2 separate regions of the Sus scrofa genome follow, and region 1 is linked to region 2. A link is a contact called in public Hi-C data. All regions are on one chromosome and are shown on one strand. Each heading gives the region's core, a stretch centred on a gene start, on an enhancer-like site or on the middle of the called end of the contact. The rest is flanking DNA. Distances are from core to core; before and after follow the strand shown.

Region 1 (3,577 bases), core at 23-2,522, 190 kb after region 2:
TCTACCTTAGGAATTCATTTTTGGCAATGCTGAGTTATGCTGAGTTTATGTTACTAAAATAGAATCTGTGTCAAAAACCCCAAATGACTTTAGCAGTAATTAAACACTGGAGCACTTGCAGAAATAAACATGCTCTAAAATGCAGCATGTTTTTCTTTTAATACTTAACATGGTTGTCATGTGTGGGGAATTAACCCCAGGGCAGACCCAAAGCCAGCTAGGTGTGTTCATGGATCTGGGAAGTGCTGAATTCCTGCTGCTGCTCTGTACCCCATGTTTGAGTCAGACACCAGGCTGTGGCCCCTGACATGGGCAATTGTAAAGGAGTATTATCCCAGGGGTCCCCAACGTGTAGAGTGAAGTATTGTTGGGCCTTTACCTAAGGTGTCATCAACAACTGGAAAGGGGAAGGACGCTTATGAGTGTGGCTACCTGCAAGACAGGGTGTGGTCCTTGTGCTTTGTCCTACCGTGAAGCCAGGTATGTGGTTGTACTGTCCTGTGTCACACATTATGGGATGTCAAACCGAGAAATAGGAGGTGGTCCGTTCTTTTCTCTATGGCATTCGACTTGAAATCTCCCACTTGCAGGGGTTCTTTAAATGAACTATTTTCAGGAAACTAAGGTTATCCAAGCTACTGTAAAACAAAACAAAACAAAACAAAACAAACAAACAAAATTAAACCAGAAGGAATGGAGAATGGGGAGCCATCCTTTATTTTTAATCCAATTTTTCTTCCTTACTTTTTTATTGAACTACTTTGGCAAGTATTGGGTACTTTTCCCTAACTTCCATATTTAAAATAAAATGATCTCTCACTTACTGGTTTAGAAGATTCTAGGACAATGATCCTAAAGCCAAAGAGTCAGACTAATGGGCATATTTTCCAATGAACTTGAAGAAAGAACAGCTAGTTTCTTTGCCGAATGAAAACCCAAACTTGTAAGTGTGGCATGGGCTTTAGGCTGGTCTCATAAACATGAACTGTTTTTCTCATCTTCTGGCTGTTGCTTTCCTTCCAAAATGTGTGGGGTCTGGATTCAGAGAGCGAAAGAATCTATGTCTCAGAGCCACAAATCAGAAACTCACTTAGCATGCTGACTTCCAGCCCTGTTTCCTGATTATATGCATGTACTTCAAATGTTCTCATTACAGATCTCGAGATAGGGAAGAATGTGGTCAGGAGTCTCGTGCTTGTTGTTGTAACACATACTTTGTGCTCCCAAGAGTGGAGCCAGCAGGCTGCGAATAGCATGTTCTCACTCAGTCACTACTGCTGAAAGAGGCTGGCCTGGGCCCCCAGCTTCACAAGAGGACACCTCCTGACTCAATCCTCTGGAGGAAAGAATGTCAGGAGGAGAGGCCCGTGGTGGCTGTCAATGACTGATGCGTTTAGATCCGAGTACAGGGAGAGTCCGTCAGAACAGGGGCATCTAGAGGACATGGCTGCGTCAGAGCAGAGCCGAGCCTGCTCTCGACCTGAAAAGGCGCGTGTCAGTGAGAAACTGGCACACACTGCCGTCAGATGTGCGCTGGCCCATTGGGGGACCACACAGGCTTTCATGGAGGGTATAGAAAGGTCATCCAACATAGGGTCCCTGTAGCTGCCAGATTTAGAACAAGCCTGGGTTCATTAAAATGGAGAAAACTCCTAGGCTTCTGAGTGGCCCAAGATCTCTTGCCCCTTTATTCCTTCCTTTGAAAAAACTTTTGCCACTGCATTGTGCTTTGGGCAGAAAGCATCTCCTGGATAGTGTAGTTTCCTCTTTGGGCTATAATTTGACCCTGTCTATCGCTGTTTTTCTTTCTTTGTGTCATCTAAGATTTAGATAGTGCAGTGAATCATTCATTTCCATAAAGATCCCTGCCTTGTGCATTATTAAATTTCAGAATTTCATCTGCCTGTGGCGAACCAGCTTTTGGCTGACTATGACACACATGCTTCTTTTTTCAATTCAGACGTTTGCTTCGTTTCTTCTTTTATCAGTTAGGACTGTTTTCCTCTGGCATCCTTGATCTGACTTCACATTAGAATCAGCAGGTTTGCCTGATCTTCTCAGGGTGCTCAATCCTGAGTAAACTCAGGTGAGAAAAATATTTTCAGCATCATGATCACAGAACTTGGAAACAATTCACTGCACTTGGGCAACAATGACTGTTTCACTGGCAGAGTGTTTCCCTCCGCCGGGAATGTTCCTCCTCCATCGACTGGCTCGGTTCTCCGATGACACAGATGCTCCTCTTCCCTTCAATCAAAACTAAAAAAATGCCACTGAGACCACCCTCTTCCAAGTCGGCAGTGGGTGCCTTTGCCAGCTCTGCTTTGCCCTCTAACCACTGGATGGGCTTGAATTGTCCTGTTGCTTCTCATCCAAAATGTAGCGCTGAATTCTCACTCCCTGATCTCACAATGAAGTTGTGAAGGATACCAAGAGTATGTATGAGGACTAAAACTCTCAGTGAAGATTTTTATTTAATAGGTGTGACTCCCTGGGGTGTTGGTCTTCCTTTATACAAGTGTCCTAGCAGCCTCGTAGTCCTCTTCTTTCCTCTAAAAGAAGGAAAGCCTTAAAGAGTAATACCCAATTTAATAGATTTTAAAAGTCGTGTTCCAGACAAAATTTTGATGCATAGTATGGAAAAACATAGATCATCACTTTAAATTTTAATGTTGCATTTACTTAATGAGACCCTTTGATGTCTGCTTTAGCAAGCAATGTCCTAAGTGACACTAAAAGTACATGAAGAGAGGTCATTATTGCCCCTTATTTTAATGTGAGTGAATACATTTTAATATTTGTGAAAAATTACCCTTTTCTATAAGCTGATAGTGTTTCATTCTTTGACTTAAGGCCTTTCTGGCTAATTGGAACACAGATTGGCAAAGTTAAATATTACTACAACCCAAAATAAAGCCTTTGTTTAGTTCACTTTTATTAGTTACATAACATTTGGTGTTATTTTCTTAGTATTTTGCTTGTAACACGTGAAACACTGTTTCTAAAAATCCTGTAATATATTACAAAATAGGCATTATTTTCCTTTAGGGAATCTATCTCTTTTTTTTAAAGGTTAGTCTCCCTGAATATAGTTTTAAGCTACCTTTGACATCCTAGATGCTCAGGTTTGAGCTAAAAATCCCAGCGGACGCATCTCTAGCATCTGGTGCTGCCATCTGGTGTTTTCTTTGAATGTAATGTCTTCTACACTATCAAAAATGTTATTGCCTTTCTCTTTGTATTACCTCCAAATATATTTGAGAATGTCCCCTTGTAATACAGGCTCCGGTTGTTTCGGGCTACAGTTGTATGTTTGATTTAATATCATAAATGCTGTTCAGTGTCTCAGTATCTCATGCTCTAAAGGCAAACCTCTCAGTGGGAAAGTCACAAACAGAAAGATTCAGAAGGATAGGATGGCTGTTCTCACATTATCAGATGTTGTCTATGTATACGTGTGTATGTGTATCTACTGGGTGAAAGGTATTTGAAGTATATTAGGAGGTATGGAAGATGGAGTCCTAACTTTTATTGATTACCTTTATGATTAGTACTTTATATACACGTTCTCATTTGA
Region 2 (3,624 bases), core at 470-2,969:
TTTAAGAATACATTTTTGGAAGCATTATGGAATCATACTAACATTTTTCTTCCAGATTAAAAGACATATTTTCCTTAAAGCTCTTTTAGCTTTAAAACATCCTTTCCTATGTATTTACATATGAATGCTATTACCCACTTGGGGTGATGAGCTCCTATACTCCAGGAGCTCAGTTATAATGAAGGGAAACAGCTGAAAAAGGACACAATTACAATTCGGTGTAAGATTTATAAATGGCAACACTACCTTAATGCAACATTAGTCAGACAGGAAGTCAGGTGTTAATCCGACGGTGCCCACATTATACCTTAAACTAAAATAACACAAATCCAAACATAAGACTGAATTACTGTAAATTGAGTACAGACTCATGAGCCAAGAGCAAAAGCTCTGAGTAGGACAGTCTTCTTTGATAGAGGCTCAGAAGCGGACCTAGCTTAAATTTTCTTTCTCCACAGTCGTGAAATTCTTAATAAGTTTATCCATGAATCTGAGTTCTGTAAGTGAAATCCAGTGGGACAATGGAATATTTGTCAAAAGCTTAGTCTCAGGTCAAGTGTGGCTTTTCCTGCCACATACTCCCACTTAGGTTCTCTGGATTCCACTTCCCTTTCTCTGCCCAGCAACTGCTACCACCTTGGTGCAGTACAGGAACCCTTCCCTGAGTCCTGGAGCAGGGGTCCCAGGCACCTGTGAGGATCTGCAGTAGCCCCATAGCATCCCTTTTCTTGAGGGAGCACCACATTAACTACCAAATAAAAAGCACAATACAGGTCAAAAGACACCATGTAAAAAAGAAGAAACTTTTTCCTACTTTATGAACGTCGGGGGTCCTGCATTTTCTTTTCTCACTGGGCCCCAGAAATTATGTAACCGGCCTTGGAATCCTGTGTCAGTGGTCGGCTCAGCTGGGCAACTCTGGGCAAGACACTTGGCTTCTTAAGTCAGTTTCCACATCTGTAAAATAACAGTTCCTATCTCATTGGATTTCTTGACTATTTTGGAGATTGATGCTAAGTTTGTCCCAGCATTTGATCCATTTTAACGCTCAATATTACTGGGCGTTAACTATTAATACGCTACCTACTTCAGATCCACTCCCTCAAGTTTTCTCTACACCCAGGCTAATGTAATACTTTTAAACAGCCATTTTCACAGGCAGTGGCAAATGTTCATCCTGGTTTTGCTCTACACGTTCATTATCTAAATTTACCTAAATTATCTAAACGTTATTATCTAATAATCTCCTTACAGTGTGCAGAAAGAAATGTCTACGCCTGAGCTATAAAGTAAGACTGAAACATTGCTAAATCTAAATCTTCACAAACGCTAGACAAAACTTCGGAGCTAAATTGGTCGTTCAAGTGATCCTTTCAAAAAACGTTCATTCTCACAGGGACACAAAAAACAAGGTCTTTACAAAGCTGCGCCCAGTCTACAAACGAATGTAATAAAGCCAGTATCTTGAAAAACTTCTAAACAAGGTAATAGCTTGCGAAATGCCCCCTCCGCCACCCGCCCCTGCGGGGGTTTCCGCAAGAACGCGCAAATCAGGCGCGGAGCTCTCGGCGCAGGAAGTTGTTCTCCGTCACTTCCTTTCTTCCCCTCCGCGTCTGCGTACCTTCTGCGCGTGCGTCGGCTCGAGTGAAAGGTGGATGAATTTTGAGCCAATGAGGCCGCCGTTGAGGGGTTGGCGACGCAGCCGCGTTCGAGTGGATACAGTTCACGTGCGGGCAGCTCGAGCCTCCTCTCGGAGCTACTATGGTCAGCCAGGGACTTTGAACCTCAATAACGAGGTGAGCACCGTGGTCTGGGAACCTGTGGGGCTGACCTTTAGGGCTCTTTTTTGAAAGGCCTGGGGCGAAGCGGGGAGTCCCTGGCGAATTTTGCAGAACTTGTAGCATGTCAGCTGTAACTCCTTCATGGTATCTAGGTGACCGAAGCGTCTCTGGCCCTCATTCCCCATGAATTTTTATCTGTGGGACTTTGGGAAGATCATTTAATCTATATTCAGTGTCTTATCTGTCAAACGAAGCTCCTGACAGAACCTCCCTCACAAGGCTCTGGTGAGAATTAAAGTAACTGGAATGTATAAAGTGTTTGCAAAGTGCCTGATAATAAGCTCCGATACATATGACCTGCCTTTTGTTGACTGCAAAAAATGAAAGGGAGAGATTGAGACCTTATGCCTAGAAATTGCTGATCTTGAACGAGACCGTACGGTTTATAAGGATGTACGCTCCCTCAGTACTTCTTTTTCAGGTACTGTCACATTTCTCTGCTCCCAATCACAGCAAAACTTTAATACTTACTGTCCTCAAATTTATTTCTCTCTGAAATCCAGTCTGATCAGACATTTGTCCTCATCACCTCCACGTTTCGTCATGTCTCATTTCCAGTTTCTGCTTCTATTCTAGGAAGTCATCAGAGATTTAAGGTAACCTGGAAAAGCAAGGATTAAATGAGGACCTCACAGCTGTAGCAAAGGAAGTTCTCGTCCTTTTTATTCATTGCATATATGTGTCTGCTATGAGCAAGACACTACATATTACACAGTTGTGGAAGACAGACGGTTTTTAAGAAACCTATACTCAGGTAGGGAAGGGAAAACACCATCCACCATGCTATAGAATAATACCCAGAAAGAAAAACAAAGTTATTTAGGCAAAAAAAGAAAAGTTTCCAAAGAAGGCAAAATGAAATGAGTTATATTTATTCTTGGCCTTTAAGGATCTTACACAGTATTGAATCCAGTGGTTCAAATAGAGGGAAGAAGGCGTTTCTAGCCAGAGGAAACAGTATAAACAGGAAGGGATGGTAGTAGAAAGTGTTTTGGATAATATGAGTAGAAAACTCTACACTGATGAGAACTTGTGGGTGAAGTAGGAAATAAAGCTGAAATATATTACTGCTTTACTGCTGCATTAAGAAGCCTGGATTTCACTTGGCAGTAAAGAACAGGATGTATTAAAGAGGGGTACTCTGAAGGCATTCTCTTTACATTGATAAATATACATTAAGCTCTTTCTAGTTCCAGAAAACATTGCTGGTCTTTTTTCCGGTAGATCGCCTGTGAGATATAAAAGACCTTAATTGGAGTGTTGTCCTTGGAAATTTCCTGGAAATACTAGTGAGCTTCCTGTTTAATTCTGAAATTACACTGAGAAGAGTGTACCCTTTACCCTACTCTTCATTTAGGGCTCTCACTTTTTCCACTTAGCTAGTTTCCAGGCCTCTTCACAACAGTTAAAATTATTAATTCAGTTCATTCTGGGGTAAGTGTGTGTTCTTTATACAACCAAGGTGTTTTCTACTCTGAAAACATTTGCTTACCTGTTTCTTTTTTGTGTTTGTCTATCACCTGCAGCATATATGCTCTATAAGTGTTTGCTGGATGATTAAATAAACTTATCAGGTTAGGAAGTTTATACATCCCACGCTTAAGTAAATCGTATATGTTCTAATCTGAAGAAGGGGAAAAAAGACAGAAAAAAAGTGGCAATAATGAAAGAATGGTGTAATAATTTAAAATTAATGGGAGATGGGAGTTCCCGTTGTGGCTTAGCAGGATACAAACCCAAATTAGTATCCATGAGGATGTGGGTTCTATCCCTGGCCTGGCTC

What was found. Hi-C and Micro-C count contacts between places; a contact is called where the count stands out from the background.
Region 1: a Hi-C map of skeletal muscle shows a contact between it and region 2, with 3 times the contacts expected there. The contact joins the enhancer-like site here to the promoter of SRFBP1 in region 2. A contact is called at or near these places in 7 of 47 Hi-C or Micro-C datasets (brain, embryonic fibroblasts, retroperitoneal adipose tissue and 1 more) and 1 of 2 datasets of contacts at active chromatin or transcription factors (skeletal muscle).

The regions. Positions count from the first base shown.
Region 1 is chr2:125,692,134-125,695,710 of Sscrofa11.1, forward strand. The region is part of intron 7 of LOC100525452 (zinc finger protein 474); the gene reads left to right. Among named protein-coding and RNA genes, the nearest start is that of LOX, 87 kb to the left of the region's middle. Within about 2 kb of position 1,273, at least 26 of the 83 cell types and tissues checked have an H3K27ac peak or open chromatin away from gene starts, as enhancers often do. A contact at or near this core is called in retroperitoneal adipose tissue and skeletal muscle, where this site is marked.
Region 2 is chr2:125,506,128-125,509,751 of Sscrofa11.1, forward strand. SRFBP1 (serum response factor binding protein 1) reads left to right here and starts at 1,720. Exons shown (of 10, transcript NM_001244566.1): 1 at 1,720-1,765; 2 at 1,768-1,796. The coding sequence starts at 1,762. It overlaps LOC102160311 (a long non-coding RNA gene), which reads right to left and starts at 1,592. Exons shown (of 5, transcript XR_002341867.1): 1 at 815-1,592.